Regions from separate parts of the Manis pentadactyla genome. Here region 1 is linked to region 2. A link is a contact called in public Hi-C data. All regions are on one chromosome and are shown on one strand. Each heading gives the region's core, a stretch centred on a gene start, on an enhancer-like site or on the middle of the called end of the contact. The rest is flanking DNA. Distances are from core to core; before and after follow the strand shown. Region 1 holds the start of LOC118914483 (dol-P-Glc:Glc(2)Man(9)GlcNAc(2)-PP-Dol alpha-1,2-glucosyltransferase). Region 2 holds the start of YARS2 (tyrosyl-tRNA synthetase 2).

What was found. Hi-C and Micro-C count contacts between places; a contact is called where the count stands out from the background.
Region 1: a contact with region 2 is called in a Hi-C map of skin fibroblasts, with 8 times the contacts expected there. The contact joins the promoter of LOC118914483 here to the promoter of YARS2 in region 2. A contact is called at or near these places in 3 of 3 Hi-C or Micro-C datasets (blood, fibroblasts and skin fibroblasts).

What each region holds. Positions count from the first base shown.
Region 1 is chr14:85,823,766-85,827,635 of mManPen7.hap1, reverse strand. LOC118914483 (dol-P-Glc:Glc(2)Man(9)GlcNAc(2)-PP-Dol alpha-1,2-glucosyltransferase) reads right to left here and starts at 1,498. Exons shown (of 3, transcript XM_036889443.2): 1 at 1,191-1,498; 2 at 1-182. The coding sequence starts at 1,373.
Region 2 is chr14:85,162,258-85,165,693 of mManPen7.hap1, reverse strand. YARS2 (tyrosyl-tRNA synthetase 2) reads left to right here and starts at 1,968. Exons shown (of 5, transcript XM_036889537.2): 1 at 1,968-2,783. The coding sequence starts at 2,002. LOC118914521 (a long non-coding RNA gene) reads right to left here and starts at 1,977. Exons shown (of 3, transcript XR_005025636.2): 1 at 1,885-1,977.

The DNA.
Region 1 (3,870 bases), core at 249-2,748, 660 kb before region 2:
ACCTTGCGGAAAAGCAAATACAGTAAATAGAAGTTGCCGACGCTGAAGAGAAGATTTACGAATCGGAGCATTCCAATGGAGCAAACGACATGCTCGGACCATCCAAAGATCCAACTGGCAGGTTTGACCACTCCAACCGACAGCAGGTACAAGCCAGGTAACGTAGTAATCATGGGATCCCACTTAAAAAAAAAATCAAAGGCCGACAATGAAGCAAAGCAAGAGGTAATACGACAGGACCAACACGAAGACCTCAAAGGACACCGTTAAAACAGCAACAGGGCATTTCAAGAAGTTATTCTGTGACACAGTAAAATAAGACCTTGGCACATCAGATTCTTCTCTAAAAGAAAGTTTTGCTTATAATTTTGCCTCTGCACCGCGTTGTGATTATTAAGATACCAGCAACCAGCAGGCAATTTAAAATCAATATCCGTTTTCCAAGACCTCCTCTGCAGAGAGCCTGTGTTTTGGTGATAAAATTGCAAATGCTTCAGTTTTAAAACTGATGAAACAAGTGTTTAAAGAAATTAAACCACAGGCTCCAGAGTGACAGGTAATATGAACGAGCAGGAATTGGGCTAAATCCTCTATTTAATCCTGCAACACTCCTTATAGTAGATCCTACTGTTACTGTCATTTTCTGATGAGAAATCTGAAACTCAGAAAACGTCCTAGGTCATATAATTAGTAACAGAGCCAAGATTTAAAATCAGGTCTTTCTCAAACCAGACTCTATTTCTGACCACTATTCTATATTGCTCCATCAGAAGAGGCAGGATGTCTACTTTTTTTATGTGTCTCTGTGTTAATTATATACTCAAACATGAGCCCACTTCTCTGCCAGTTTATCCAGAAGGTTCCCGAGACCACGAGAGACGGGATTCGTGTAACTTTTCTTGGCGGCTGAAGACTCGCCCTCCCCGCCCTGCCCACCCGCAGCGGGGTTTGCAGACAGCTCGTGGGCGCAGCCCAAGGCCTCTAATGCCGGGATCGGAAAACCTGGGGCAGCTGCTACCGGCTGCCCGGAGGGGCGGCCCCTCAGCTCCCCGCTGGCCGACCTCGAGCCCCGATTCCCGGCAGGCAGACCTGCTTCCGTTCCCTCGCTAGCGTGTCGGCGCTGCGACGGGAGCCGGACCGCAGCGCCCGCCACATCCCGGCGCAGGGAGGCCAGGGCGAGGGGGGCCCACCTGGGAGAGCGAGAAGCGGCCCTCGCAGTAGCGCTGCGCCTGCGGCAGGTGGAAGACCTCGTCCATGTAGGGCTCCCGCAGCGCGCGGCTGAAGGCGGCGAAGAGCAGGCAGGACGCCAAGAAGGTGCAGCTCAGCGCGGCCGAGAAGTAGTAACCCTCCAGCTGCGCCACGCCCGACCCCATAGCCGCAGCCCAGGAACCCAGTCCTGGAAAGTCGGTGCCAGCTTCTGGAGCCTGGATCGTCGAGCTTATAACTGGCTCGAAATGGGCGCGCAAGGCGGGACTGGCCGGACGGGACCGCGCTGAGCCGGAAGGCAAAGGCTGCCGGGAGAGCGCGGACCGAGAGCTTCCGGAAGGGTCGGGTCGTTGTTTCCCGAGGACGAGATTAGGTAACGGACCGGGCTGCTGAGCTGTCAATCATGTGGCGCGGGGCGCACTGAGTGGCCAGAGCCGCAGGGAGGGGCGGGCCCCGGCGGCCCGCGGCTAGGGAGAGGCTTGGCCGGACGCTTTGAAAGGAAAACCGCGGTTTACGCCTGCAAATCACTTTCGCCTTTGTTCCTGCTCGTCTCCATCCTTCGCCAGCAGAGGGCGCCATCCCCCCACTTTTGCAATCGCCAAACTCTTAAATTTTGCACATTTACCCCTGGTTACTCGTTTTCTTTCAAGTGAACTAAATTACTAAAACCTGCAATTCCAAAACATTTGATCTCTTTAACTTTGGAGGGTGGGAGGGGAGCATTGATTGTGGAGGCTAAGACTGAGACTTTCAGGTTAAAATGCAAACGTCCAGAGAAATTCTTCACTGTTCAATGAATTTAATTAGGGGATGTTTTGCGTTGAAAGTATATGCTTTCAAATGTCGATACTCTCGAATAGGGTTTTAGCTAAATCCTCATTCATAGTCCACTCTGATTGCCACGGTACGGTATGGGAGTTGGGGACTAAGTATTTTAGGATTTGGGGTATTTGAGATAAGGAAGGCTGCTTTGTGCCTGTAAATTTGATTGGTTCTTGTTAATCTCCCTATTGCAACATTCTGCTTTTTCTTCTAAATCATAAGCATCTTACTGAGTGGCACGACGCATCACTTCTCTTTGCAGTCCCCCAAACGGCTTTCATATATTAAGTTCTTAAATTTGTAGACTTTTACGGGTGGCGTAGACTTCAGACATTTCCTGTATTGGAAGTTAAGGGAAGGAGGTGAGAGTAAGTGTTTGAAGAACACAGAAGATAAGTTACGTCCTGTAATTTTGCCTTGAGCAGAGTTGGCAATGTTTTGTACAAAAATGACTTCTTGGGTAACCTCAGTCAGGTTGTCTTTGGTGCGGCTACATCAGAAAGAGTCAGGTTTTGTTTAAAGTTGCAAATCTCAGGGTTCTCAGTTCAGCCCTTTCTCTGGGTAAGAGCTCTCCCAGTTTAGGCAAGGCTGTCAGATTAAATTGACTGCCTCCTTATTCAGTCTCTGCTATTTCCTCATTAATAAGAAGGGCAGCAGGTGAATAAGGGGGAGGGGCATATTTAAAGCACTGGAAACAAAAAGCATGTCAGGATCCTACTTTGATGTGATGTTTATCTTTGTTTTCTTTGTTTTTTCCCATTTTATTATTAATTCCATACTGTACTTACCTATTTGAGATCATGTCCAGATGGTCAGCCTTCTGGAAGGTGATAAGATCTACGAATGTTTGGCCCCAGACCCCATGACTTGCTCGGTTGTGGTATACAAGCTGTAGAGGAGGGAAAATAGCATTTTCCGCTACTCTTTTAAGTTCTCAACTGGGTCCTCTGTAATAAAAGACAGACTGACAAGAGAAACTATGCAAATTTATTTAATAAGTTTTACGGAGGCAGGAGACTTCTTACGGAAGTGAAGACCCGCAGAAACAATTCAACCTGAGAATTTTTATGCTAGGGTTGAGGAGGAGTGAAAAGTGGAGGAAGGATATGATGGGACAAGGGTATGAGATATGTGTACTAAACTGGAGGAAATTCAGCCGGCCCTGTTCATTCAGATTTCTCTGTATCCCTTTGAGTTCAGAAATAGGGATGCTTCCATCCTTGGCATGTAGAGAGGTTTTATAACCTGCTTTATTGTAAGATCAGAAGGCTCGTTCTGCACAGACCACTTCTCAGATTCCTTCAGCTTGAAACATTCAATAGGCCATGGTGACGTATTTTGGGCTAGTGTGCCCTGCAGCCTACTGACCTTCCCTAGAAATATGGGCATTTTTTGAAGGTAGTCCAAGCCTAGACATTTATGCTATACGTTTCTCTCCATATGAATAGCCACCAAGAGCTTACCTTAAATATCTGACCCCTACGTTTATCCCACACACACCCTTAAGGTAACTGAAAAATTTCAAGTACACTTGGGATTTTATAACTGTAAAGGAGCTTCATTAATATCTACTTGATTTTTCTCAGAAGAACTTGAAATTAAAATAAGTGATTTACCTGAAATCATATAGGCAATTAGTAACAAAACCCTGAGTAGAAATTGTAACATCAGCCGAAGAGTAGTAAAATGGCCCTACTGCGTTATGGTTTAAAATAGTCTTCAGTGTATACAGAAGGTTTCATTAGTCCCAATAACCTCATATTTACATTTCACTCCCTTATTTTTCTATCCACAAAACTGAAAACACAGTTTATTTTTTTAATATTTACCTTGCAGAATACT
Region 2 (3,436 bases), core at 719-3,218:
TAAAAGCGGAAGAACTGCTGCCGTCATTGAGTTGCTGTCAAGTCTCCCGTAGCACCTGTTCTGAAACTGCCTTCTGTACCGGACTTTGCTGTTTATGAAACACGAGACTTAAGAAGCAGCCAAGCAGAACTCAAATCTGTTTCTTAAAGAACCTTATAGTAGATCCTACTCTCAGTAATTTTGTATTTCATCAACCACAAAAGTCCTCCTCCATTCAGCACCTGTAATCAAGTAATGCTCCAACAGGTACACCCTTGCCTCGGAGAGGTGTGCTTTCCCGGAATGTGGGTAAACCACAGCAGGAAGTCGTGCTCCCTGGTATAAAATTACTAACATACCTATAAAAGCTGCAGATGTTACCTGTCATACTAACCAGAAACCTCAAAAATGAAAGATAGTCCTTTAAAATATTCAAGTTTAGGTACTAAAAAAGAAAGCACCACATACTCCGTGCGCGGGAGAATTTCCTGCTTACACGTACTGGAAGATGTCCCTGATCTAAGTGGCGTGAAATAAAGCTGCAGATCAACAGGTTACAACTGCAAAGTTGAAGATATTTTGAATAGCAACATGAACGTTATAGCACAGCCTGCTTATTTTCTTCAGCATCTGGGATTATGTGTCACAGCCTGTTGAGTAAGTATATAAAAATCCTATCAAAGTTACGGTTTGGCAAGGAGAGACTCACTTCCCTGATAATTCCATATGCAAAGAAACCAATTTGTAAAATTGTATTTCATTTTGTTAAACGACTCTATAATGTTAAGCAATGGAAAGGTCCTGTAAGGAATGGTTGGGGCACTCCAGATGCCCGGCTCAGGACCCAGATGCCCAGGTCAGGACCAAGGCACTGAGTCGCCCAGTTGGTGAATATATTGGCTGCTGATGGTTCACAGCTGAGTTCTTCTGCAACTCACCCTCTGCCAAAGCCCTGCCCGAGGTTGTGCCTCCTCTCCAGGGGCACCCGCATTTAATGACTGGGCAATAACAGGGCACAAAGGCCTGCCCCCTTGTTTCAATTCAGGATGCCTCTGAGAGGAAACGCCAGCCCCAGAGCGCGCTGGGGGATTGTCCGAGGCCTCTGTGAACCTGTTCAACTTCTCCTTCTGCCCACCCTGCTTCCACCAGGACATTACAGATGCTGTTCTGAAGAGCAGACCCTAATAATCCTTCTGCACACAAGTCTCTGACTCGAGTCCGCTTCCCGGGGAACTCGAGGTCAGCCAGCCGGCACTGAAAGTGGTCCTGGAAATGAGAGTCAAAAATGTGGCTTTGAAGCGGGATCCCCCGCCAGCCAGCTGCCAGCGAGACCCCCGTCCCCGGTGACCGGAGCACGGAGAGCACCCGGCGCGCTGCGGCAGCGGGATCACTAATCTGAATCCACTAATTACGGCCGCGTCCCACCTGGTTGCCTGTAACTCTAAATAAATAAATAAAACATAAGGCTCTTTCTGCGTTTAACTCGCTGTACTGAACGCTCTCCCGCTGTAGCCAGGGCAGGACTGCCGCCTCCTGGAGGAGCGAAGAAACGGCGGGGACGCAGCCGCCGGCCACGGGGGGAATCTGCCCTGCGGAAGGGCGGCCGTCGGGGCGCCCACTCCCCCTCTCTCCACAAGTCTGACTCCCAACCCCTCGCAGGGTTAAATTTAAACAAAGTTTGACATTTGTACGGAGCTTGAGCCAATCTCTTTGATTCTTAATGTTCACCACAGCCGTGAGAGGTAGGAGCTATCACCGTAAACACGGCCACGTTCCGGATGAGGGATGTAAATCTTAGGGGACTTAAGGCAGCTGGAAGCGAGGAGGAACCCCCCGCGGGCAGTGAGGACGCCAGCACCCGCCGGGCCGCCCATCCCGCCGCTCCCGCCCGCCATCCCTCCCTACCTGGGCATGCGCAGTGAACCCCGAGGCCACTTCCGTGGGACTCAGGAGGCGGGCGCTCCGGGAGGGCGGGGCGGGGGAAGCTCTAAAATCCCAACGTTCCCTGCGCGCCACGCCAAGATGGCTGCGCCCGTGTTGCGGTGTTTTTCCCGGGCTCGGTGGTTTAGTGCCCCAGACCCATCGGGGATCTTGTCCCTGGGGCTGCGAGAGTCCCACTCAGGCGCTCAGGGGCTGCTGGCCGTGCAGAAAGCCCGGGGCCTATTCAAGGAGTTCTTCCCCGACAGGGGCACGAACATAGAGCTCCCAGAGCTCTTCGACCGTGGCATCGCGGGCAACTTTCCCCAGACCATCTACTGCGGCTTCGACCCCACGGCCGACTCGCTCCACGTGGGGCATCTGCTGGCGCTGCTGGGCCTGTTTCACTTCCAACGAGCGGGCCACAACGTGATCGCGCTGGTGGGAGGCGCCACGGCGCGCCTGGGGGACCCGAGCGGCCGTACCAAGGAGCGCGAAGCGCTGGACGCAGAGCGCGTGCGGAGCAACGCGCAAGCCCTGCGCCAAGGGATCGAGGCCCTGGAAGCCCATCACCGGCAGCTCTTCACCAACGGGCGGGCCTGGGGCAGCTTCACGGTGCTGGACAACTCGGGCTGGTACCAGGAGCAGCACCTGGTGGACTTCCTGGCTGCGGTGGGCGGCCACTTCCGCATGGGCACCCTGCTGAGCCGGCTGAGCGTCCAGTCGCGGCTCAAGAGCCCCGAGGGCATGAGCTTGGCCGAGTTCCTGTACCAGGTGCTCCAGGCCTATGATTTCTACTACCTGTTCCGGCGTTATGGATGCCGGGTCCAGCTGGGTGGGTCTGATCAGCTGGGCAATATCGTGTCCGGATACGAGTTCATCCACAAGTAAGCGCCTCTAGACCCCAGAGAAGTACTGGGACCAAATAATTTACACACGAATGGCCAGTGATGCGCTGTTAGTATTGTGCAGTTATGACCTGTTCAAGCCCTTGGTGTTATCCCGATTGAGGGTTTGTAACGGTGTTAATATCACTACATAGTAAGAACTGAAGGACTGAATTGACGGTGTTAGGAATGGGACGTATTCTAGAGCTCTGCGAAATAGACGCATAGTCAGGATTCGAATTCTGTTGTGCATCCCCTATAGGTAGGTCTTCTCATTGAGAAACTGCTTTTCATTGTTTATACTAAAACGTGACCAGGCGTCCCTGAGTTAGCCTCTGCTTCAGCTCAGTAGCTTCCGTGAAGCTAGTGATAGTCTCAACAGTTTTCTTTAATTCCAAATATTTGGCAAATACAGTAGATTTCATTGGCATTTTCTTGAGGAAGATGAACTACAGGGCTAGCCCATGTGCTACTCATTAAAAAACTAAACTTCTCAAACTTAGCTCCTTTAGGAACTCTGCCTGACTTAACACTCTGTCCAGTTTTCTTTCCTACCCAGCCCTTATCATTATCTAGGCTGTAGTTACTGCAGCACCTCTTGTTGCCTTGCCCAGTCACTGGTTAAATTGCAGTTCATAACAAATGCCAAACAG